Regions from separate parts of the Mus musculus genome. Here regions 2, 3, 4, 5, 6 and 7 are each linked to region 1. A link is a contact called in public ChIA-PET and HiChIP or PLAC-seq data. All regions are on one chromosome and are shown on one strand. The core of a region is the stretch at or near the end of the contact, and the rest is flanking DNA. Distances in the headings are between cores, read along the strand shown.

Region 1 (3,415 bases), core at 212-2,711:
ACACATACTTTGAGCACCACTGTGTACCCAAGTCCTTGGGGTGCTAGTGACACTGGTCACACCCTTCAAAGACATCTCACTGCCTCCTTGGCTGTGACCCCATTTAATGAATGCAATATCATAATTACTATCATAGGAGTGGGTGTTTACGGCGCGCTGTCACTCCCACAACCACCTCTGATCTTCCTACAGACTTTCAGTCCACTTCACAGAAGGCTCAGTTTAAGTCCAGTCTGGGCACACAAATTTGGGGGTGTCAGGCTTCCTGCCTGGGACTCACCCTACTATCCTGCAAGAGGCAGGGACTAAGACCTGACCTTCCACTTGGGACCCCGCCCAGGAACCAGCCTAGGAACCCTATTGTAGGTGATGGTATGTGGGTCAGGGTGTGACCTGGGCAGCCACATGGGTGGGACCACAGTGACAAAGTCTGGGTCTTGATTGGAGGCCCGTCCATCTTATGGTCAGATAGAAACTGTCCTCTGCTGGCCTTAGGTCTCGCTGCTCCGCCCCAGGCTAGACTGTATCCATCAATCAAAATCATGGTTTGTTTTGTTTATGCTTTTTTAATGAGGCAGAGTCTGTGAATGTAGCCCAGGCTGGCCTCAAGCTGCAGATCTTCCAGCCTCAGCCACCAGAGGATTGTAATGACCACACCAGGCTCAACCCCTTTTAAAGTGCCAAAACCAGAGTGCCCTAACATTTGACTAAAGATTGTGGTCCCCATCTGGAGAAAATGGGGCACAGGTGTTGGGAATTTGAGACAGATAGTCTGGCTTCCTCAACCTCTATATTCTGAGGAGGAGACTAAGGATCAGGGAGGTGCTGTCACCTGCCCAAGGTCACCATGAAGCAGGTCCTGCGACGCTGAGGGCAAGTGGAGGGGCGGCCATCCCCGACCTTCTCTGCACCCCATCCTCATTCACCTAGACTAATTCTGTCCCTTGGAGCAGATGCCGGCTGCCCCCCTAACAGGGCGCGGGAGTCCCTGGTGCAGGCTCCAGGCCTCTCCAGGCCCCGTTCCCCCGGGAGGGGATCCCGCGCTCCATACTCCAGATACCCCGCAATTCCACCACACTCGCCCTACAGAACCCCCACCAGCCTACCAACCCTAGAGCGGGTGCAAAGGAAAGGAGGAGACCCTCGTTCCCAGGCGAGGAAGAGGGGCAGCGAGGGAGGCGGCCCCCAGCTTAGGGCCAGGCTAGAGACCCGGAAGAGGGATTGGGGGTCCTGGGGGGGGTCTCAGCCTCCCAGCCCAGGATTGAGAGATGCCATAGAGTGGCGCCCCGCCTTCTGCAGACGGCACCTGCGCTCGGGCCGGGTCAGGATGGAGGCTGCGTCCCCGCCCCGCACCCCGCCCCCGCGTCCTGCACCCCGCACCCCGCACCGGAGCCCCGCGCCGGGGACACTCACCGCCTCTCGCGGCGCTACCTGCGCGCTCCAGACCCGCGCCCCGCCCTCCCCGCGCGCTGCGGAGCGCGCTGCTGGCCCCGCCATGGGTGTGGTCAGGAGGAGCTCCGCCCCGCGGTGCTTCATAAACCCTGCACTGGTTGGCTGAGCCTGGAAATTCATCCGCAGGCTATTTGCATATTTTAAAGTGACAGGAGAAGCTCCTTGATCTCTGCACCTGTCAAGTCTCTCGGGAGACTGGGAGGGAAAGAGGGGATAGCTTTTATTAAGTACCTACTGCATACATGGCTCTTTGGAGAACCCCTCCGAGGCTGTGAATTAGGTGACATTTAATATTGAGCCTCATTTTACAAACAAAGGAATCAAGGAACATGGCTAGGAGTTGCTTTGGAGGTCATATAGCAACTCTGGTCTATCCATTCATGTGACATGCCATTTATTTATTCAGGCTGTGTGCTGGTGATGAAGCCAGGCTGCCCCAGCATTAAGCAAGAGCCACATGTCCACTCCACTCCCATATGACAACTTCGAGAGACTTAACTCCCCGGCCTGGGCTCCGTTTCTTGTTCAGGGTCACATGGCAGCATGATGATCCTCAGGACTACTGAGCCATCTCTCTCCCTGCCCCAGAAGCACCTCCAAGGAAGTGGGACCACTGGCCTGGGCACAACCAGAAAGCTAAGTGCCCTTCATCTCCAGTACATGCCCCTGCAGCCTTGGACCCCAGACACCTCAGTTTGGGCATTTTCCTGTGGTGGGAATCAAATCCAGGTCCATCCCAGACTGAGGCTGCCCCACTTCTTACTTGAACCATCTACTGCAGCTCTGCCCCAAATGATGCCGGGTTCTGATGGCAACCATACATAGCTAAATACTAGCTTCAGGGCCGGTGAGATGGCTCAGTGGGCAAAGATGCTTGTAGCAAAGCCTGGATTTTTTGAGAGAGTCCTGAAAAGTATCCTCTAACCTGTGGCATGTGCACACTACCAATGAATCAATTAATCAATTTATGCATCAATTCAAACAATAAAGATTAAACATTTAGATAGGCCCCACACCCAGCTGACTGGTGACCATCTGCCACAATTGGTAAGATAGCCCGCTCTCCATTCTCCATGCTGTTCACATTTTTCACATGTCCTTTTGTTGGCCCAAGAGCCCTCGAGTCACCTTTGGGTTCTGGGATTTGAGAATGGTAAGAAAAGCATCTCTCTCTCTCTCTCTCTCTCCCTCCCTCCCTCCCTCCCTCCCTTCCTTCCTCCCTCTCTCTCCTCCCCATATGTGTGTGGATGTGTGCATGCATGCCATTGCTGTGTCCAGAGCTGGAGTAGGGTGGGTTCCAGGGGCTGAAGCAAAGCCATCAGAGTCGGATGGAACAGGTTTTGACCTGTGATCACTGTCACCTGTCATTGACTGGTTCTAGGCAGGTGCTGGTCTAGAACTCAAGACTTCCCAGGCCCTTTCAGGGGTGTGCACCCCCATAGCAGCCCTCATTCTCGACATGACTCAGTCGTATCTCCGTGATGAGGACACAGGAAATGGGAGAAAGTTTCCCCGAATGTGGACTATCAGGAGGAAAAGTGTGATTGTAATTGTGTGTGTGTGTGTACCATTTATACACATATCTCAACTGGTGACTATTTGATGACCGTGTGTCAACATGACACAAGCTAGAGTCATCTAGAGAGGAAGGAGCCTCAGTTGAGATAAAGCTTCATGAGATACAGCTGTGAGGCATTTTCTTAATTAGATATTGATGGGGGCAGTATAGCCCATTGTGGGTGGTCATCCCTGGGGTGGTGGTCCTGGATTCTGTAAGAAAGCAGGCTGAGAAATCCACAGGGAACAAACCAGTAAGCAGCTCCCCTCCGTGGCCTCAGCACCAGCTCCTGCCTTCAGGTTCCTGCCCCGTGTGAGTTTCTATCCCTACTTCCTTCGGTGATGAACGACAGCCAGTGATTGCAATATTCCCACCCCATTACTTTATGTTCATCACAATAAAATA
Region 2 (3,237 bases), core at 384-2,883, 370 kb after region 1:
CTATGGATACATGCAGAGCAGGTGTCTGTTTGGTGCTCCAAAGCCAGCCTATCTGTGTTTCTAGATGTGTCCCAATCAACTACAATAGCTGCATCTTCCACACAGACATGCTCAGCACTAGAGGTGAGAATCATGAACACTACTGCAAGATGCTCTGAGCTCAAGGGGAGGGGAGGTTGAGGGACAGATGGCCACACATTCAACATAGCACTGCCTGCTCTGAGCTAGCTGCAGGCTGGGAGATGGCTCTGTCAGAAAAGAAAGACATGCAAGCATGAGCACCTGTCTTCAATCCTAGTGGAAGAGATAAAGACTATTCCAGGTTGTTCTCTGGCCACCTTATATGCATGGGCATACAGCAGAGAGAGGGAGTGAAAACAAGCATGCTGACAGATGCTTATGATCCCAGCTCTGTAGAGGCGGAGGCTCCCCAGCCACTTGGCTTGCTAAGCAGCCAGCCTAGCCTTCCTTGCATGCTCCAAGCTAGGGAGATACCTGCCTCAAAAATGAAGATAGACAGTACAGCACCTAAGGAACAGCACCAAAGACCAACATCTAGCCTACACACACACTCAGACACACACACACACACACACACACATACATACATACATACACACACGTACATACATACATACATACATACATGTACATACATAGAGACACATACACATAGACACACACAGAGATATACACACATAAACATCATACACATATACATACATACAAGCACACATATACAAACAACAAGAAAGAAAATCAAAACAAACTAAAGAAAAAAACAATGAAAACAAAACAAAAATTATCAATCAAATGTGCACAAACAAACATGCAGTATGTTTGAGTTGAACAACTACTTCATACACACATATATTCAAACATACACACATATACATACAAAGAAAACCATATACATACAAACAAATATATGCACACACAAACACACACATGCATACACACGTACATACCTATGTACATACACATAGAGATACACACACTCAAAAGAAACCTAACAGTCAGATATTGTGTCTCCCTGCAAACACACCCACAAACAGTCCATCCCAAATATCCATTCCTTACTGTTCTTGATTTTCAGATCTCTCTGCCAAGGATATGGAAAAAGTCTTTCTTCACAGTCCCAGACATTTCTTGATCGACCTTCATCCTTGTGTGTCATCTTGATCTCTTCAAAGTCCCACACCTGCACCAGGGTGTATGGGGAGCTGTGTGCTCTGTTCTTTCACCAGAGCTGTCCTATGCTCTCTAGCTTAACCACAGACTTCAACTGTAGATGCTGGCTGGTTGCACTTGCCTGAGAGATATCAGAAATAGAACACCAGGGTAGAATTCTCCTTGCTCTGATAACTTGAGGATTTCAAGCAAGGATCCTCCCCTGAGCCAGGCCTGCAGCTCCTCCTGCAGCCCCTCCTCCAGCCACTCCAGCCCCTCCTCCAGCTCCTCCTCCAGCCCCTCCTTCAGCTCCTCCTCCAGCTCCTCCTCCGGCCGCTCACTGGTAGGAGCCTGGATTTATTCATACGTTTTTATAGGAGGCCACCAAACAGTTGCAATGTGATGTAAAATTATCCCAGTGGGACCCTACCGAATCTTCTGTAGACAGTGATGCGCCTGGGGGATGGGGACTTCAAATGTGTCATCAAATTCAGATTTCATCCTCATGGGGCTCTTCAGCTACACAGGGCCCCATCTTGTCCTGTTCTTCCTCATGGCCACCGTGTTCATCATTGGCCTGCTAGGCAACACCACCCTGCTTTTTCTGATTGCCACAGACTCCAGGCTCCACACACCCATGTACTTCCTGCTCAGCCAACTCTCACTTCTGGATGTCGGCTTCCCACTGGTTACCATCCCCAAAGTGGTGGCTGAGTTCCTGCAAGGACAGAATGTCATAAGCTTTGGGGGATGTGCCACTCAGATGTTCTTCCTCATGCTCATGGGTGTCTCTGAGGGTGTCCTTCTGTCCCTCATGTCTTATGACCGCTACGTGGCCGTATGCCACCCCCTGCACTACCAGGTGCTCATGAGAAACCAAGTGTGTCTGGTGATGGTGGGTGCATCCTGGTTCTCAGGTGCCTTGGTGGCCTCCATCCTGACCTCCATCACCCTGCAGTTCCCCTACTGTGCCTCACACACCGTGGACCACTTCTTCTGTGAGATGCCAGCTCTCCTCAAGCTGTCATGTGCAGACACATCAGCCTATGAGTTGGCGCTCTCCATCTCTGGGGTGCTGATCTTACTGCTACCCCTGTCTCTCATCTTCATTTCCTACGGCCACGTTCTGGGAGCTGTCCTGCTCATGCGGTCAGCTGAAGCTAGACACAAGGCTTTCACCACGTGCTCCTCACATGTGACTGTAGTGGGTCTCTTTTTTGGGGCAGCTGTATTCATATACATGGTCCCAGGCAGCTACCACAGCCCAAAACAGGATAATGTGGTATCCCTCTTCTACAGCCTCATCACCCCTACCCTCAACCCCCTCATCTACAGCTTGAGAAACAGAGAAGTTCGAATGTCCTTGGTCAAGTTCATGGGCAGGTCTGACTTCAAGGTGAAGGGATGATGTCCTTTGATCCTGATTTTCCCTAGGAGCCTTCTTGTGGCTGTGCGCATGCAAGGTTCGAGGCAACTGGCCAGCTGCCTCCTCCAGGATGCACTTCTCATTTCCGTGTGCATTTGTAAAAAACTAGAAATTATACCCTAGCTTGGGGTGGATGCCTGTCTTCCCTGCACTAGCACAAGGGAGACCAAGGCAGGAAGGTTACCTCAGGCTTTCAGCCAGCATGGGATACATAACAAGACCTTGCCTCAAAAACAAAACAAAACAAACAAATAAACAAACAAAAAACAAAAAAACTTTTTAAATAGGGGAAGGGCAGATGGTTTGGTTGTTTAGAGCACCTGCTGCCCTTCCAGAAAACCTAAGTTTGGTTCCCTGCACCCATGTCTCACAACTGTTTGTAACTCTAGCTCAAGGAGAGCTAATGCCCTCCTCTGGTCTCCTTGGGCACCCACACACATATGGCATATACACAGAGTTATAGAATAAATGTTTTGTAAATTATTTAAATAAGAGGGCAGGTTTTCTAGACTGGACATGTTGGAACATGCCTATCATTGGGGAGGTAGAGGCAGGAGGATCAAGATTTCACAGTTGGCCTTCAGAGATGCCTGCTGCCCTTAAGTGCTTGCTGCATAAGCCAGAGATGTGGGTTCAGATTC
Region 3 (3,283 bases), core at 604-3,103, 280 kb after region 1:
GTAGTCATGGCAACTATAGCTGCCCATAAGAGTAGTAGCCAAATCAAAGGGGATGCTGTCAGAGCTGTCAGAACTCCTGAAGGAAGGTCCGGAGATCTTCTCCTGGGACTCCAGCTATGACTCTCTACCCCAGTAAAATATGATCTTGGGATATACTTCAGTATATACGAAAAGAGGTTTTAAATCAGGACTTCGTGGTGCAGCTTCCATAAGGCTATCACCCATGATGGGTGGGACCTTACAATGATACAGCCATTTGAGGTTACCCATGATCCCATTAATAGCCCCTCACCTGTTCTCTGAAAAAAAATAAAAACTCTTAAGAAGCCCATAGTTCTCAGCAAGCTGAACACGGATGGACATGCTGTTTTGGTGCCCACCTGGGATAAATAGACTTGTTCACATCTCCCAGGAGAGTTAACAAGACACCATGTGGTCTCTGGTTCTTCCTGTGAGGGAGGACAACCACATCTGCGGAACTTGGCCTTGGCAGACCCCAAGGCAGCAAAGGTGACCTCTAAGTCTCCATCAGGGTGACCACTCTCACTTGTCCTCTGCTGACATCAGGCTCTGGCAGAATCTCTATGGCCCTCTGTACACCTGGCACTGTGCCACTTAAAAGAAAGCAAATGTCTCCAAATCACACAGAGGGAAAACCAGATGGAAGTCTATGCTCAAAGTGTGCTGTGGAGGATGGGTTCTGAGAAGGCTTCCAAAAGAGGAAGTGAGAGGCTAGATCATATCTAGATTGAGCAACATAACTCACTGGTACATCTCAGTGGAGAAGCCAGACATAAGAGGAAGACGCTGAAGAATGGGGAGTTAGGAAATCAGCCCTCAGAGCTCCCCTGGACCGTCTATGCCCCTGGGTGTGTCTGGGTAAGGATTGTAGGTCATTTCTGTGACCAGTGGGAAGCCAGAGATGAGCTGAAAACAAATGGTATAGTGGAGATTGGCTCTGGTCTCCCCTCAGGAGACCTCAAGTCTAGCACAACAGAACCTGGGAACACCAAGGTCCTTACTCTGTTGGAGTAAGCCTTGCTGGAAGCCCTGCAGCATGCCCACATCTGCAGAGAAAACAGGCTGGAGAAGTACTCAGAGAAGACTCCGTGTGGGAAAGGCTCAGGACAGTGCATCTGTAAATGATTGCACTTTGAATTCTGCTGTTCTAGTCCAGCACACCTCTGTGCCCAGCTCCCTGGGCTCTATTCAAGGCTCTTCACAATTCCTTTTACCCTGAAACCCCAGACCCACCTTATTACCACACTCACCAGGCCTAGGTGTCCCAAGATCCAGTTTCGTTTGGGAGGCTGTGGGAAACAGCGGAGGCGAAGAGAGTTCTCAAAAACACCATAAATCGGTGTAAGGATGTAAGCCAGAAGGCAGGAGGCCCCAGCCAGCAACAGCAACAGCCATGGAGAGGCTGCTGTGTGGCCCAGGCCCATCCAGGACATGCTCAGCTGTGACATCCTGCAGGGCAAATGCACACAGGATGAAATCCTGGGGCATGGAAGAGGGACAGTGTGGTCTAGGGCAAAGGACAGGGATAGGGAATTAGAGAGTTGGGGATAATGCCTGGGGAGGAAGGGAGACCCAGGGCAATCTATGGGAGGAGGCAAGGAGGGGAGAAGAGGGGAAGAAAGGGGAAGAGAAGGAGATAGAGAGAGAGGAAATGAAAGAGGATGGAGGAAAGGGGTTGATTAGAGTCTAAACCATGGACTATTAGCCAGAAATCAACATCTGCTTCTGACTTCCTGTCCTGCCCCAGCCTAGGACCTCTCAGCCCCAATGGCCCTAGTCTGGTACCTTCTCTCAGGAGCACTGTGTTTCCCAGGTCTGTCTCTCCCCTTCTCTGACTCCTGACCAGGGGCACCTAGAGAAGTCTAGGCTAGACCAGCCAATCCCTTGCAGGCCCAGCTGCCTCTCCCTGCCTGGATAGGTGGCCATCATGTGGGGGCGGAGCCAATTTGAAGCAGAGCAAGACTGCACTGTCAGAGTCACAAAGAGTGAGTACCAGGTCCTCGGGACTTCACACCCCTTGTGTAAGGACTTTGGAGGAAGCGGTGGATGGTTTCATGAAGATAAAATACCAAAAAGAGGGTGTGAGAAAACAGGCTGGTCACCACTGTGGGACTCTGCTCTTGGTAAGAGTGTGAGGAAAGTGCTGTAGCTCCTCTCCCTAAATTATGCCTCCTGTGCCCTGGCTAGTCTACATAAACTGTCTGCTTTCTTCAGGTGCCCAGGATCCTCACACAGCCTGTAAGCAGTCTGGACCAGAATCCCGAGTGTCAACAGAAGAACAAACTGAAACTCAGAGAGGGCAAGCATCTAAGCCAAGTTGCACAGCCCAAAACAATCTTAGGTTTGTCAGACCCTAAAGCCCAAAGCTTTTTCCCTCTACAATGTTGTCTCACCCTACTGAGAACAGTTCCCTCTCAAGAGAGGGGCATTGACAGTGCTGGGATCTCAAGGCATGAGGTGGTTCCATACCAGAAGCACCCTGAAACATTGTTAATGGCCATCTGTTTTTCCTCCTATACCCAGTATACTCTTCCCAGCAGACTGCCTATTCACTTCCTGGCCTCCTGAGATTGCTCTGTAGGTATTGAAGAGCTGGCTCCAAATACAGCTGCTGAGAAAGAAGATGAGTAAGAGATAACTCCCTCTACATCCTCAGTGCCTCCTCCAGCCAGACAGCCAGGATGTCAGGTGGCTAGAGCCCTCAATAGAGTCACAGTGTCCTATGCCTGTCATCCAAACACTTGAGAGGCTGAGAAAAGAATGTAGTTCAAGGCCCACTTGGGCTACAGTGAAAGCCTCCACCATCATTCCAACTCTCTTCTGGCCTCCTTGAGTACCCACACTCACATGTACATATCCACACAAAGACACGAACATACATACACACAATTTAAAATAAAAATCATGGTGATTCATATCTTAGTCACTGTTCTATTGCTGTGAAGAGACACCATGGCCAAGACAATTCTTAGAAAAGAAATCATTTAATTGGGGCTGGCTTACAGTTTCAGAGGTTCAGTCCATTGTCATCATGGTGGAAACATGGCAGCACACATAGCAGTGGAGCAATAGCTGAGAGCTTTACATCCTGGCCCACAGATAGGCAAGCAGAGAGAGAATGGACCTAGCATGGGCTTTTGAAACCTCAAAGCCTCCGTGACAGACTTCCTCCAACAAGGACAAACTCCCTAATGATGACAATACTTTCAAACAGTTCCACTTCTGGGGGTCTGTGATGGCTATTTCTGGTTGTCAACTTGAC
Region 4 (3,389 bases), core at 456-2,955, 490 kb after region 1:
AGCAGGCTCTAATGTCAGTGAAAGTACAGAATGCACTATAAAAAGCTAGGGCAAACATGCATCAGCTGCCAGAAAAAAGTGTGTCCCAAATTAAAAGTGGATTTTTCCATCTCAAATGATCTGGATTAAAATTGGATCTTCCCATTTTAAATGATTTACTTAGAAAAAAATCAACACTTTTATTGAGTTTTATTTAATTCAAGATGTAGTCAAGCTGTAAACCAAGAATAGCCATCAGATATAGAATAATAAGTGAGCCTGGTGTAGTGGCTCAGGCTTAACATCCAGAACTAAGGGAGTCACAAGCTTCGGGGCTGTGTAAGGAGAGCCTCGCACACAGAGAGAGCCTCTCACAGAACAGCAGTAGGGGCCTGATTCCCTGGACACACAGTGGAAGGAGCAAAGCAGCTCCCACAGTTGTGCTCTGACCTCTACTTGCTCTACACAGCACACAAATAAATAAATGTAACCTCCCCACTCCCCAAAATTGCTATAGAAAAAAAAAAATCCCAGCACATCTGTGATCCCAGTAGTTGGGAAGTAAGGTTGCTGGGCATGGTGGCACGCACCTTTAAACTCAGCCCTTGGGAGGCAGAGGCAGGTGGATATCCCTGAATTCACAACAGCATAGCCTACATAAGGAGTACAAGGACAGCCAAGGCTACACAGTGAGACCCTGTCTCAAAACAAACAAACAACCAAAAAGACAGTTTAATCATCTGCTACATAGCAAGCCTGTCCTCTATAAAACATCAACAAGACAAGCTAGGGCAGTGGCACACACCTGCAGTTCCAGTTTTCTGCATGCTCAGTCAGAACTGCAGCAAGCTAGAGGTCAGAGCAGTCTACACAGCAAATTCCACGTTTATCAGACTCATTTAGTGTCATGACACTTCTGCCCTCAAACTCACAGAAAAATAATTGTGACCATTGAGATGACTCAGCAGACAAAGGATCTTCGTCTATAAATATGACCACATCAGTCTGATTCCCAGGAACCCACAGCATAAGGCCTGAGAGTACTGCAAAGTGTCCTCTGTACTCCACGTGTGCTCTGGCACGTGTGTACACACACTCACATACACGTATACAGGTAACTAACTTTTAATGTAATTTTAAAGATTTATTCTTTCTTTTTTTTTTTAAGATTTATTTATTATTATATGTAAGTACATTGTAGCTGTCTTCAGACACACCAGAAGAGGGAGTCAGATCTTGTTACGGATGGTTGTGAGCCACCATGTGGTTGCTGGGATTTGAACTCTGGACCTTCGGAAGAGCAGTCGGGTGCTCTTACCCACTGAGCCATCTCACCAGCCCCAGATTTATTCTTTCTTATTACTTATTTCGAGACACAGTCTTTAGTTCTGGCTGACCTGAAGTCACTACATAAAACACGCTGAATCCAGAGATCCAGAGATCCTCCTGTCTCTGTCTCTGGAGTTCTGGGTAATTGTAATTTTCTAAATTGGAAAAAAAGTAATTAAGTAAATAATGCCACAAAGCAAAAGTGGATGCCCATAAAGTCAGAAATGGACGCCCAAATACGAAGTGTGTCTTTAGGCGAGCTATGTTGTTGGACAGTTGCCAAGACTACCCGAGACCGGAAGTGTGCACTTACTCTGAACCCTGAGGACGCGTGCGTCCTAGCTGACCAATCAGAAGGAAGCGAGGAGGGTTTCGGCCGGAAGTACTGTATGCAAACAGGAAGTGTGGCGGAGTTCCCGGGGCACGGCTTGCGAGCGCTATGGAGGCCTACGAGCAAGTCCAGAAGGGCCCCCTGAAGCTGAAAGGCGTGGCAGAGCTCGGCGTGACAAAGCGGTGAGGCCCGGGAGCCCGCGGTCTGTCCCTGAGGGCCGACCCCCAGCTCCGGCCCCTCTTACCGTCCCCCTCTCTCTCAGGAAGAAGAAGAAGAAAGACAAAGACAAGGCCAAGATGCTGGAGGCCATGGGGACGAGCAAGAAGAGCGAGGAGGAGAAAAGGCGCTGCCTGGACAAGCGCACGCCGGCGCAGGCAGCCTTCGAAAAGATGCAGGAGAAGCGGGTGAGGCAGGGGCAGAACAGGCCGGCTCCAACTGCCCGTGTAGCCCAGGCCTTCTCCCAACTCCTGGTAGCCTGGTAGCCCTGCCTAAAGTGGTCTTCTTGTGAACTGGGAAGACAGATGTCATCAGCTCTTAATGCTAGCCAAGTTCATTGTTCTTAAGTTACCACAAAGTCTGTTTCCATGACAACTCGCTTTCCTAGCTTCAAATGTACTTTTGTTATTTGAAGGTTGTGTGTGTGTGTGGATGGAACCCAGGCTCTTCTGTAACTCTCTATGTAGGCTGCAGTTGGCCCTGAACTACTGCCTCAGCTTTTTAGTTCCTGGAGAGGCTAGCATGGCCCACAAGGCCATACTAGTTATTTTGGGTGTTTGTTTGTTTGTTTAGTTTGCTTTGAGACAGGTTTCTTTATGTAGCCTTGGTTGTCCTGGCACTATCTCTGTAGACTTGAACTTCTAGGATGCAGTGTTACAATGTGATATCCCTGTTGAGAAAACCCAGGAAGGCACCTTCTCCATCTAACAAAGGGCATCAATTATGTATTGGAACTCCCACAGAGTTTCTGGGATGTGTGGGTCACCTTGCTGTCTCCCAGCCAATTGTGTTCTCTGGTCTGGTATAGCCTGTACTTCAGTGGAGTGTTTTGTTTTGTTTTTTTGCCTCTGCAATTGAATAACGACATGGGCTGGCTGGCTACGGTCTTGTGGCCCTTCTGGGCACCCTAATTGGACAACTTGATACAAACTAGAGTCCCCTAGGGTCTGCCACCCCTTCCTGCTGTCGTTGGTAGCTCTGGTCCTGAGTGGAAGACTTTATTTATTATGTATGCAGTGTTCTGCCTGCATATATGCCTGCAAACCAGAAGAGGGCACCAGGCCTCATTATAGATGGTTGTGAGCCACCATGTGGGCTGGGACTTGAACTCAGGACCTCTAAGAGAGCAGTCAGTGCTCTTAACCTCTGAGCCATCTCTCCAGCCCTGGGTGGAAGACCGTTGGAAATTTTTATTTATGTGTATGAGTGTGTTGTCTTCTTGTGCTGTGCTGCCAGAGGGGGAGCCGAAGGCAATGCAGCTTGGACTGTTGGAGCACACGCTCAGGCATGGTGCCTCCTCAGGCTCCTTTGGGGTACTATGAGACCTGTAGTGGGGTATGTGAGATAGGCTGGGTAGAGATGGGGGTACTGCCAACCTGGTTCACTGGTATAGCCTGTCTTCTACAGGACTTCAACGGACACCTGTACACACTCACTGACCACTGTGACATTCCCATAGGGTGTAGTAGGTGTGGAAGGGTGTCATTACAGAAAATTGTGAGCCACCATTTAGTGCTGGCTCTGAGCTGAACTC
Region 5 (3,427 bases), core at 626-3,125, 460 kb after region 1:
CCTTGGAGGCTGTGGCTGTGTCCATTTGTTAATCAGAGACATGAGGGTGGGGGAATTCTACTTTGACAGACTGACAAGAAGATGTTAGTCTAGAGGACCACAGTCCCCAAGCTGCTCAGAAGTGGGGTGGACAAAGAGCCAAGCCAAAACAGCTCATGTTCTCCAAGACTGAGTCACATACACAAGAGAACCCCACAGGACCAGCCCTGCGCAACAAAGTGTGAGGAGGATTGGAGAGGTCAAGTGAGTTCTATGAAGTTGGCCCCGCCAGTGAAAGCACATCTCATCCTGAGTCTAGGCAAAAGTCAATGAATTAAGTCACAATAACTTGCCCAGATGTGCTGACTCAGCTGAACCCTTGGGCCCTTAAGTGGGTCTATCATCAGAGCCTACACTGGTTTCCTCCACTGTTGGACCTTTGCAGCCCAGAAACTCCCAAGCCTATGCCACCCTGGAGAGGAGCAGGGGTCAGAGAGGCACCAACTCTATCCTAGAAAGTGTTCATTCCAAAGACCCAGGATAGGTGGAAATGCACTGGGTGCAGAGGCAAGACGGAAATGCACTGGGTGCAGAGGCAAGAAGGGGTGGGCCAGGAAGCTTACAGCCAAGTCAGCTATGCCTGTTAGGTACAGGGACACATCACCCAGGACCCAGAGTGTGCACATACATTGTAGTTCATTTTAAAATCAGAAGAAAAATCAGGCATGGACTGGGTCTGCAGCTCAGTTGGCAGGGTACTCACATATGGTGAAAGAACTCCTGGGTCCCATCCCAGTATCGCAGAAAATACAGACACCTCTATGATCCCAGCACCCAGGAGATAGAGACAGGAAGAGCAGAGATGCAACATCATCCTCAGTGTTCTGTGGATTCCAGGCCAGCCAGGATGCTGTGAGATCCTGTTTTAGAAAAATAAAAAACAGAAGGGAGAAAAAAACCAGAATAAGATAGATGGACTCTATGGTTTACTCCAGTTTGTTTTGTTTGTTTGTTTGTTTGCTTGCTTGCTTGCTTTCTTGCTTTGGTTTAGTTTGGATATTGAGTTTGAATGTCCCTATGTTAGCCCAGGCTAGCCTGGAACCCCAAATCCTCCTGCCTCAGGCTACTGAGTACTGCAACTACAGACCCAAGCCATCTTGCTTTGATGTTGGCCTAGAGGGCAACATGACTGTAGAATGATATTTCAAATGAGTTTTGCAAAGGAAGGTATGATAGGTGTTGTGTGTGCAGCAAGTCTGTCCTTTCATGTCTCCTTCATGTCTGGGGCATATGCAGTTCCCTGTCCTGTATATGCATACTGTTCCTGTATCCTGTCCCCCCCAAGCAGCCTCTCCTACTTGTTGCCTTTCACTCTCTGATTGCCATATGCCCATTTCCTGACCTATGACTACTTCAAGGTTGCTGTTAAGAGGCTGGGAATCTAGCTCAGTAGGTAGAGTGCTTGTAGCTCAGTAGGTAAAGTGATTGTAGCTCACTTAGCAAGCATGAAGCCCTGGGTTCCATCCCCAGCAATGCATAATCTTGGCATGATGGTAAACCCTGAGGTCGAGGCAAGAGTCTACTTCAGCACCCCAATTGGGGTGCATAAAGCTGTATCTCAAGGGGGAAAAAAACTAGAAGAATACCAATATTGGGAAGCAGGGCGGCAGCTGTCTCAGCGATTCCATAGAGTTGGTAGAGAGTAAGTACTGAGCAAGGCTTGGCAAGAACAACTCCAGCCTCAGACTCAAGCCTTGAGAGTTATTCTGGTCCCACCCTGTTCACCTGCTGGAGGAAACAGGAACTGACTGAGGCTCCTGGCCCTGCCCCTCTGACGTGTGGACCCTGAACCGAAACTTAAACTCCAGCTCAAGCCAGCTCAAGAGCCCTTCGGAACACAACCCAAGCTGTCCAAGGTATGCATCCTACATCCTGCACCCTGCATCCAGAATCCTGGCATCCCTGCATCCCAACATGCCCCAGCTTCAGAGGCTCTGGGACTTCAGCACTGGGTGTAGTGGTGCTAGAAGATGAGAGAAGGGTTTACCAGAGGAGGAAAGCATTGCAAGGGCTAAACTCTGGCATGGCTCTCCACACAAGTCATTGCAGCGCTTTGGAGGCCGAGGCAGGCTGTACACGTTTGAGGCTGGTTTCAGCTAGCTACATGGTGAGACCTGATTCATAGAAACCAAGTGTTCCAAGAAAACCACGAGGGGAAGGCAGAGAGAGGTAAAGCCCCTCCGGCCCCACGGGGTTTTACTGGAGCTGCCAGAGAAAGGAAGGAATTTAACTGAGAAGCTCCGGGAGAGGGTGGGACTGTGGCCAGGGTTTTGTTTGAGCAGGGGAGGCAGGGAAGCTGGCTGGAGGAAGGGACATTTGTATTGAGTCTTGAAAGACTTGTAGGAGTGTTCTGAAGTAGAAAGAGAATAAACATTGAGACCTTTCTGTGTAGCATGTAGCTGGGTTCAGCTGTACTTTAGAGACACGTGTATCTGCTTCATGATGGTGCTACACTCTGGGAGACATGTTGGTAGGTGATAGCCTGGACAGGATTGTCTGTTGCACTCCTGGAGGCCTAGACTCCAATGTGCTTGAACACGGTCAGAACTAGAGCACTGTGGCAAACATGTGCCTGTCTCTGCCTGTGAAGCACAGTGAATAATGAAATAAAAAGGGGAAGTAAACTGAAGTGGGTGGTGCACTCCAGAGGCAGAGGCAGAGGCAGGGGGATCTCTGAGTTCAAGGCCAGCCTGGTCTATAGAGCAAGTTCCCCGGACAGCCAGGGCTTTACAAAGAAAACCCGTCTTGAAAAAAAACAAAGACAAAAAAAAAAAAAAAAAAAAAGAAGAGAAAGGAGGCAGTGGGAGACCCTCCTAGGGACGTTGTCTAGTCACACTCGGCAAGGCAGCCAACCTTCATTCAAAGACTGTTTCAATCCATACAGTGAAGAGTAAGTGAGGAAGAGCCAGTGTCAGCTGCAGGCCTACACACACAGCTGCACACACACGTGTCTGTACACATGGTCACCCCCCCCATACACATTCAAAATTTTTAAATATTAGAATGAGGCTGGAGAGTCGGCAGTTAAGAGTGTACACTGCTCTTGCAGAGTTGCTGAGTTTAGTTCCCAGTGCCTGCATAAGCTTAATGGCCCCTGTAAATCTGGCTCCAGGGATCCAACGCCCTCTTCTGGCCTCCAGTAGTACCTGCATACACATGGCTATTACACTCACACACATTCTCACACACAGAGAGGCACACACATACACATAAATAAAAATTAAAATCTTTTTTGAAAACAAAAAGCAATTAAATAAATAAAAACCAGATATTAGGAGAAATTCAGGTTTTTGTTTTGTTTTGAGACTGGCCTAGAAACGTCTGACCCTTCTGTCTCCTTCTGTAAGTACTAAGATGGCAGATGTACACCACTACATCTGGCTTTTCT
Region 6 (3,201 bases), core at 128-2,627, 350 kb before region 1:
GAAGAAAAGTTAAAACCTGCCTGGGAGAGCAGTGGCCACGCAGATCCCCTCCCTAGGGAGGCAGACTGAGTTTAGGGCCAGCCTGGTATACACAGAAAATTATAGGCCAGACAGGGCCACATAGTGGGACCTTGACTCCATCTTCCAAAAATAGCACAAGAAAGGCTTGTCAGGCGGCTCAGTTGGTAAAGACACTTGCCACAAAGCCTGACAGCCTGAGTTCCACCCCAGAGCATGAGCAAAATAAGCAGTAAGAGTTAGGGACAAAAAAGCCAATCAAAAACTATATTTAGCCAGGCACTGGTGGCGCACGCCTTTAATCCCAGCACTTGGGAGGCAGAGGCAGGTAGATTTCTGAGTTCAAGGCCAGCCTGGTCTACAGCGTGAGTTCCAGGACAGCCAGGGCTATACAGAGAAACCCTGTCTCAAACAAACAAACAAAAAACAACAACAAAAACAAAATTAAAAACTAATAAATATATTTGGGCCGGGAGTAGTGGTGCATGCCTTTAATCCCAGCACTTGAGAGGCAGAGGAAGGCAGATTTCTGAGTTTAAGGTCAGCCTGGTCTACAAAGTGAGGACAGCCAGGGCTACACAGAGAAACCCTGTCTCGAAAAACCAAAAAAAAATATATATACATATATATGTGTGTGTGTGTGTATATAAATATAGATAGATAGGCTGGAAAGATGGCTCAGTGGATAAGAGCACCGACTGTTCTTCCGGAGGTCATCAGTTAAATCCCAGCAACCACATGATGGCTCACAACCATCTGTACAGCTACAATATTCTCATATACATGAAATAAATCTTTAAAAATAAATATATTAACTGTAATGGTAACTTCAGGGAGTCTGACATGCACACACACATAGTTAGCATAATAAACGTCACTTCTTAGGGTCTAGGGAGATGACTCAGTGTAAGAGTGTGACTCAAGTATGCAGATCTAGGTTCCAACCCCTAGTACTCTTGTAAAATGGCAGAGGTGGGGAGCAGGAACCTATCAACCCAGTGCTAGGAGGGAGATACAAGCAGATCTACCTGGAGCCCGCTGGCCAGCCAGAATACCTAAACAGGGACCATCAGGTTTCGGAGAAACTGTCAAAAAAAAAAAAGTAGGGCTGTACGACACTCAACGACCTGTATTGGTCTCTGAGTATGTACAAGGTCACACACACACAAAAATAATACAATTGCTAAAGAAAAAAATAAATTGGTAAACAAAAAAAAAAAAGCAGAAAGAAAAGAAAAAAAAAAAACTACCTTATTTTCCCAATAGACTGGGGTAAATGAATAGGCCAAACAGCATAGTGAAGGGCTGATTCCAACCCAGAGAGGAACACGCGCCGCAGGCTCCGCCCACCCTGAGAGCCCCGCCCTAGCGGCCGAGCGCCCGTGCCAACGGCTCCACCCGCAGTTCCTGCACAGCTGCGTTCCCGGCGGCAGGGCCAGACGGGGCTCTGGGACAGGTGACACCGAGTGGGATCCTCGGATAACCACAGGCGGGCGGGGGCTGGAAGCTTTGTGGGCCGTAACCCCGCGAGGCAAGAGGCGAAGGGGTCGTCTCGACTCGGACCCCAGTCGCCCTCCGCTGCTTTGCGCTCTTCCGGTTTCAAGAATGGGGCGGGGCCCGCGCTGCACCGCCAGCCACTCTCGAGCATGACGCCGCGGTGACGTCGCGGCGCCTCGTCAGTGCCCCTTTCCGGGATCCGCACTCTGGGTTGCGCGGCCAGCCAACCGCGCTCGCGTATGCAAATACATGCAGGTCCCGCCTCCAGGCGCGGCCGGCGGGGTCCTCTGGCCAGGCTCTCAGGCCCGGAAGCCACTTGCAATTCGCGCCCTGCCGCCAGGGGGCGCCAGAGAGCTGCAGCCCCACGCATGCCTGCCCCGGAGCGTCCGCGCTCCAGACGGCCGCAGAGCCAGCCCGGGCCGGGAGAGCTCTGCGTGAGGCCCCGGAAGATCGTGTTTGCGGATGAGCTGCGCCCCCGGGAGCCACTGCACCCTGAGAAGCATCCCAGAGATCTGGGACCCCGCCTCAACCCAGTACCTGACTACGAGCTGTGAGTGCCCACTCGTTGTAAGACCAGGTCTGGTCGTCTAGTCCAAGATAGCCCCTACCTTAGTCTCCTGAATTCATCATACCCACGTTCCCTCAGAGCTTCTTAATGCCTGGGAAACAGAAAGGGGCATTGAGGCTGGGGTTTTGATGGGCGAATAAGAGTTTATGAAATTAGGAAACGGAATTGGTGGTAGAAGGCATTTTGATTTGGTGGTCAGCACTGGCAAAGGAAAGCCAATTGCCGGGCCTAGCAGTGGTGACACACGCCTGTAATCCCAGCACTTGGGAGGCAGAGGCAGGCGGATTTCTGAGTTCGAGGCCAGCCTAGTCTATAGAGTAAGTTCCAGGACAGCCAGGGCTACACAGAGAAACCCTGTCTCAAAAAAACCAAAAGAAAAGAAGAAGAAAAGCCAATTGCCATGATGGGTGGAAAGACAGATTTCCCTCTACTTATACACTGACTGACCCCTTCCAACCTGGTAGTAAGTACCCACCAGTGACCAACAGAAGGGACCGGAGCCGCTATGCCGCAGTGTTCCAGGACCAGTATGGCGAGTTCTCGGAGCTCCAGCGGGAGGTGGGGGCCACACAGGCTAAGCTCCAGCAACTGGAGGCCCTGCTGCTGTCGCTGCCCCCGCCACGAAGCCAGGTCAGCCCAGGAACTCCTGTGCCCCAGCTTCCTGCGGCTGTGCAGCTTCTACTGGGTGGCATGCTGTCAGGGTCATGGTGGCCCTTCTGAGCCCCTTCCCACCTTGCCCTTTCAGAAGGAGGCTCGCATGGCAGCTCATGTCAGGAGAGAGTTTGAGAAGAAGCGAGGGGTGAGTGGAGACTCCTGGGGTCACAGATTGGGCTGTGTGTGTGTGGTGCTGTCTTGAGACTGGGACCATGTAATCAAAGCTGAACAGCTTGAGGGCCTCTGGTTACAGTGCCAGGAGGACTTCCTCAACTCTTGTCCCCCTAGGATCCTGGCTTCCTGGATAAGCAGGCTCGCTGTAACTACCTGAAGGGTAAACTCAGGCACCTCAAGGCCCAGATCCGCAAATTTGATGACCAGCAGGACAGCAACAGTGAAGACTCTGTGTACTTCTGAGTGTCCTGGAGATGGTGGCGGGCTCCTCCTCCAATAGGAAACCACAC
Region 7 (3,197 bases), core at 436-2,935, 310 kb after region 1:
AAAGCCTGGTCTGGCTTGGGCTTTTTTTGGTTAGGAGACTTTTAATGATTGCTTCTATTTCTTTATTGGTTATGGGACTATTTAAATTGTTTGCCTGATTTTGATTTAACTTTGGTAAGTGATATCTATCAAGAAAATCATCCTTTTTTAAAAGAATTTCCAGTTTTGTAGAGTGTAAACTTTTGAAATAAGACCTAATAATTTTTTTTTATTTCTTCAGTGTCTGTTGTTATGTCTCCCTTTTCATTTCTGATTTTGTTAATTTGGATATCCCTTTTCTGCATTTTCACTTGTTTGGCTAAGGGTGTGTCTATCTCATTGATTTTTCTCAAAGAACCAGCTCTTTGTTTCATTGATTCTTTGTATTGTTTGCTTTGTTTCTCTTTTATTGACTCAGCCTTGAGTTTATTTCCTGCTCTCTTCTCCTCTTGGATGTGTTTGCTTCCTTTTGTTCTAGAGCTTTCAAATGTGCTCTTCTGTCACTAGCATGTGATCTCACTAATTTCTTTATAAAGGTGCTTAACGCTATGAACTTTCCTCTTAGCACTGCTTCCATCGTGTCCCATAAGTTTGGGAATATTTCGTTTTCATTGAGTCCTAGAAAGTCTTTCATTTCTTTATTTCTTCCCTGACCCAGAGATCATTGAGTAGAAAGGTGTTCAATTTCCATGAGCATGTAAGCTTTCTGTTGTTTCTGTTGTTGTTGAAATCCACCTTCAATCCATGGTAAGATATAATCATGTTGAAATCCACCTTTAATCTGTCTGATAAGATATAATCTTGTATCTGTTAAGGTTTGCTTTGTGACAGAGTATGTGGTCAATTTTGAAGAAGGTCCCATGAGGCGCTGAGAAGAAAGAACATTCTTCTGTGTTTGGATAAATTGTTCTATAGATATCTGTTAGGTCCATTTATTCATTACACCTCCTTGCACTCACTTTGCCAGCACATGCATTAACATTTACTTCTTTGAATTCCAGCTTATACAGAAGACCAGCTAGAATACCCAGCCATGTGGAACTGAGCAACTACTAGATTCTTGGACTTCTCTTCCAGAGATTTTCCATCTCCAGGACTCCCTCAGTGGTTTGTTTTTGTTTTATTGCTTCTATCTCCATTTCCAGGTCTTGAACAGTTTTGTTCATGTCTTTCACTTGTTTGGTTGTATTTTCCTGGATTTACTCATTTCCTCTTTAAGAGCCTCTATCACCTTCATAAGAATGGATTTAAGGTCATTTTTTTTCATGTTTCATCTGTGTTTAAATATCTAGGGCTTGCTGTAGTAGGACACCGGGGCTCCAAGGGTGCCATATTTCCCTGACTTTTGTTGATTTTGTTCTTACAATGGCCTCTGTCATCTGGGTTTAGGAAGGTTATAGATTTAGGTGCTGATTTCAGAGTTTACCCTTATGAGGTGGATTTCTGTGGTGTTTTCCCCTTGGTTTCTGTTTCTTCTCTGGTCTTTTGGCCTGAGTGAACTCAGGTTCTGGTGACCACTGAGTCTTCAGATACAGTAGGACTCTCCATTGAGGTTTTTATGATCAACATTGTCTCTAGAATTCCAAGTACCTGTGTGGCCTCTGGAAAAGCAGAAGTCTTCTGCCAATGTTGTAGGCCAGAATATGGAGACAGGGGAAGGACTACAGTTAGGGACTCTTGGGTGTGCTTTAAGGGAAGTTGGCAGGAAGAGGGCAGTGTCTTAGCTGGAGTCCCTAGTGTATTCAACCTGCTGTCTTATAGAATCTAGAATGACCAGCCCAGATGGCATCACCCACAATGGACTGGGCCCTCCCCCATTGTTCACTAATTGAGAAAGTGCCTTAAAATTGGATCTCATAGAAGCATTTCCCCAACTGGAGCTACTTTTTCTCTGATGACTCTAGCTTGTATCAAGTTGACAAACAAAATCCCAGACAGTACAGGGTCTAAGTTGCCAAGGCTGGCCCTACATTCACTCAGTAGTCCAAGCTGACCTGGAAATTACAATCTTCCTGAATCACCCTCCCAAGTAGCCTATGCCTCCTTATCCAAATTATCTGCTTCTGACACTCGTTTACCCCATCTGAAACATCACTGTCTCCTCATGCTATGCAAACTAGATGGATAAATGAAAGAATAGATCAATAGATAGATAGATAGATAGATAGATAGATAGATAGATAGATAGATGCAAAACATACATACATACACAGAGACAGATGATGGATGTATGATAGACAGGTGATTGATAATAGATACATAGATGATGAATAAATAGATGATTGATAAATAGAAGATAGATGATACATTATTGAGAAATGATACATAGAGATAGGTGATCAACAAATAGTATAAATTATAGATAGGTAATTGACCAATAGATGATAAAATGAAATATGATAGATGACAGAAAGACAGACAGACAATCAGATGTATGCTAAATGGTAGATAGATGAAACATATGTGCAGCCCAGGGCATGGCATGCACTAAGCAAGTGCTCTACCACTGAGAATCAACCGTAGCCTCTAGAAGTTAAGTTCCTGTGCATGTGTGCCCTTAGAAAAATTAAGACAAAGGGGGAAACCAGTTCTCCTAGGCTCTGCTCTCACAAGAAAACAAGTAAAGACTTTAATTTATCGGCTGCCTCTTGTTTTGAGTTAATCATCTAAGTTAACCAGAGCTGAGAGATGAAAATGTTTTCCAAAATCTTTTGGGAGGAATTCCAGTCTCAGGGGCTCTACCTCCCATAACTATTAATTTCCCCCTAAACAAACAAACAAAAAAAATCCTGAGAGATAAAAAAGAGGGTCCTGACGCAATGGCACCCCCAGGGGCTCTACCTTCAGGGAGCATTTTTAATGACTTCTCAGAGCAAATGAGTAATTTTAACAGAGAAGCTGGTCTCTGAGGTTTGTCAGGAAGACATTCTAGAACAAAGTGTGGAAAATGTGTGTATCGATCTGGGCAGGTAGGAGGCTGGCCAGGGACTTGGAGACTCCTGGGTATCTCTGTAAGAAGAGAAAGGACTCTGTGTCTATACTCAGTTTCACGAATGGGCCAGGTTTGAGGATACACAGGCATTTGCAGGGGTGAGTCTCAGTTGATTTGTTTGTGTTAGGTGTGCATGAGTGTGTGCATGCATTGTACCCACGTGAAGGTCAGAGGGTAACGTGCAAGAATTAGTTCTCTCCTTTGGGTCCCGGGATTGAACTCAGGT

Evidence for each region. ChIA-PET counts read pairs in DNA pulled down with a chosen protein or histone mark. HiChIP or PLAC-seq counts read pairs in DNA pulled down with a chosen protein or histone mark.
Region 2: an H3K4me3 HiChIP or PLAC-seq map of pro-B cells shows a contact between it and region 1, with 6 times the contacts expected there. The contact joins the promoter of Olfr373 here to the promoter of Fcho1 in region 1. A contact is called at or near these places in 4 of 39 promoter capture datasets (the C10 cell line, the HPC-7 cell line, embryonic stem cells and 1 more), 1 of 484 Hi-C or Micro-C datasets (differentiating embryonic stem cells), 3 of 115 datasets of contacts at active chromatin or transcription factors (the 230-238 cell line, pro-B cells and stem cell-derived neural progenitor cells) and 3 of 9 other capture datasets (liver, macrophages and pancreatic islet).
Region 3: an H3K27ac HiChIP or PLAC-seq map of acute myeloid leukemia shows a contact between it and region 1, with 4 times the contacts expected there. The contact joins the promoter of Cyp4f18 here to the promoter of Fcho1 in region 1. A contact is called at or near these places in 2 of 39 promoter capture datasets (embryonic stem cells and hippocampal neurons), 6 of 484 Hi-C or Micro-C datasets (the HL-1 cell line, adipose-derived mesenchymal stem cells, bone marrow-derived macrophages and 3 more), 10 of 115 datasets of contacts at active chromatin or transcription factors (the 230-238 cell line, acute myeloid leukemia, bone marrow-derived macrophages and 6 more) and 4 of 9 other capture datasets (adipose tissue, liver, macrophages and 1 more).
Region 4: a contact with region 1 is called in an H3K4me3 HiChIP or PLAC-seq map of the 230-238 cell line, with 14 times the contacts expected there. The contact joins the promoter of Fam32a here to the promoter of Fcho1 in region 1. A contact is called at or near these places in 6 of 39 promoter capture datasets (the C10 cell line, Sertoli cells, cranial neural crest and 2 more), 1 of 15 datasets of contacts at CTCF or cohesin (stem cell-derived epiblast-like cells), 2 of 484 Hi-C or Micro-C datasets (embryonic stem cells and nephron progenitors), 14 of 115 datasets of contacts at active chromatin or transcription factors (the 230-238 cell line, DN3 thymocytes, the HPC-7 cell line and 9 more) and 3 of 9 other capture datasets (adipose tissue, embryonic stem cells and pancreatic islet).
Region 5: an H3K27ac HiChIP or PLAC-seq map of embryonic stem cells shows a contact between it and region 1, with 4 times the contacts expected there. The contact joins the promoter of Hsh2d here to the promoter of Fcho1 in region 1. A contact is called at or near these places in 3 of 39 promoter capture datasets (cranial neural crest, maxillary cranial neural crest and pre-B cells), 1 of 15 datasets of contacts at CTCF or cohesin (the NIH/3T3 cell line), 2 of 115 datasets of contacts at active chromatin or transcription factors (embryonic hindbrain and embryonic stem cells) and 3 of 9 other capture datasets (adipose tissue, embryonic stem cells and liver).
Region 6: a contact with region 1 is called in an RNA polymerase II ChIA-PET map of memory CD8 T cells, with 215 read pairs. The contact joins the promoter of Ocel1 here to the promoter of Fcho1 in region 1. A contact is called at or near these places in 6 of 484 Hi-C or Micro-C datasets (B cells, erythroblasts, natural killer cells and 2 more), 5 of 115 datasets of contacts at active chromatin or transcription factors (bone marrow-derived macrophages, double positive thymocytes, memory CD8 T cells and 2 more) and 3 of 9 other capture datasets (adipose tissue, macrophages and pancreatic islet).
Region 7: a contact with region 1 is called in an H3K4me3 HiChIP or PLAC-seq map of pro-B cells, with 7 times the contacts expected there. The contact joins the enhancer-like site here to the promoter of Fcho1 in region 1. A contact is called at or near these places in 2 of 484 Hi-C or Micro-C datasets (embryonic fibroblasts and rod photoreceptor), 6 of 115 datasets of contacts at active chromatin or transcription factors (the 230-238 cell line, CD8 T cells, bone marrow-derived macrophages and 2 more) and 2 of 9 other capture datasets (adipose tissue and embryonic stem cells).

Annotation. Positions count from the first base shown.
Region 1 is chr8:71,724,220-71,727,634 of GRCm38.p6, forward strand. It overlaps Fcho1 (FCH domain only 1), which reads right to left and starts at 1,462. Exons shown (of 28, transcript NM_028715.3): 1 at 1,414-1,462.
Region 2 is chr8:72,098,129-72,101,365 of GRCm38.p6, forward strand. It overlaps Olfr373 (olfactory receptor 373), which reads left to right and starts at 1,634. Exons shown (of 1, transcript NM_146539.2): 1 at 1,634-2,578. The coding sequence starts at 1,634. The coding sequence ends at 2,578.
Region 3 is chr8:72,007,773-72,011,055 of GRCm38.p6, forward strand. Cyp4f18 (cytochrome P450, family 4, subfamily f, polypeptide 18) reads right to left here and starts at 1,854. Exons shown (of 13, transcript NM_024444.2): 1 at 1,807-1,854; 2 at 1,272-1,470. The coding sequence starts at 1,469. Gm51535 (a long non-coding RNA gene) reads left to right here. Exons shown (of 3, transcript XR_003947403.1): 1 at 1-879; 2 at 1,912-2,006; 3 at 2,236-3,283.
Region 4 is chr8:72,218,040-72,221,428 of GRCm38.p6, forward strand. It overlaps Fam32a (family with sequence similarity 32, member A), which reads left to right and starts at 1,706. Exons shown (of 4, transcript NM_026455.5): 1 at 1,706-1,821; 2 at 1,902-2,043. The coding sequence starts at 1,748.
Region 5 is chr8:72,187,793-72,191,219 of GRCm38.p6, forward strand. It overlaps Hsh2d (hematopoietic SH2 domain containing), which reads left to right and starts at 1,876. Exons shown (of 6, transcript NM_197944.1): 1 at 1,876-1,895.
Region 6 is chr8:71,369,921-71,373,121 of GRCm38.p6, forward strand. It overlaps Ocel1 (occludin/ELL domain containing 1), which reads left to right and starts at 1,378. Exons shown (of 4, transcript NM_029865.2): 1 at 1,378-2,065; 2 at 2,548-2,713; 3 at 2,829-2,882; 4 at 3,026-3,201. The coding sequence starts at 1,755. The coding sequence ends at 3,154.
Region 7 is chr8:72,038,171-72,041,367 of GRCm38.p6, forward strand. No RefSeq gene overlaps it. Among named protein-coding and RNA genes, the nearest start is that of Olfr372, 18 kb to the right of the region's middle. Within about 2 kb of position 1,686, at least 2 of the 459 cell types and tissues checked have an H3K27ac peak or open chromatin away from gene starts, as enhancers often do. A contact at or near this core is called in pro-B cells, where this site is marked.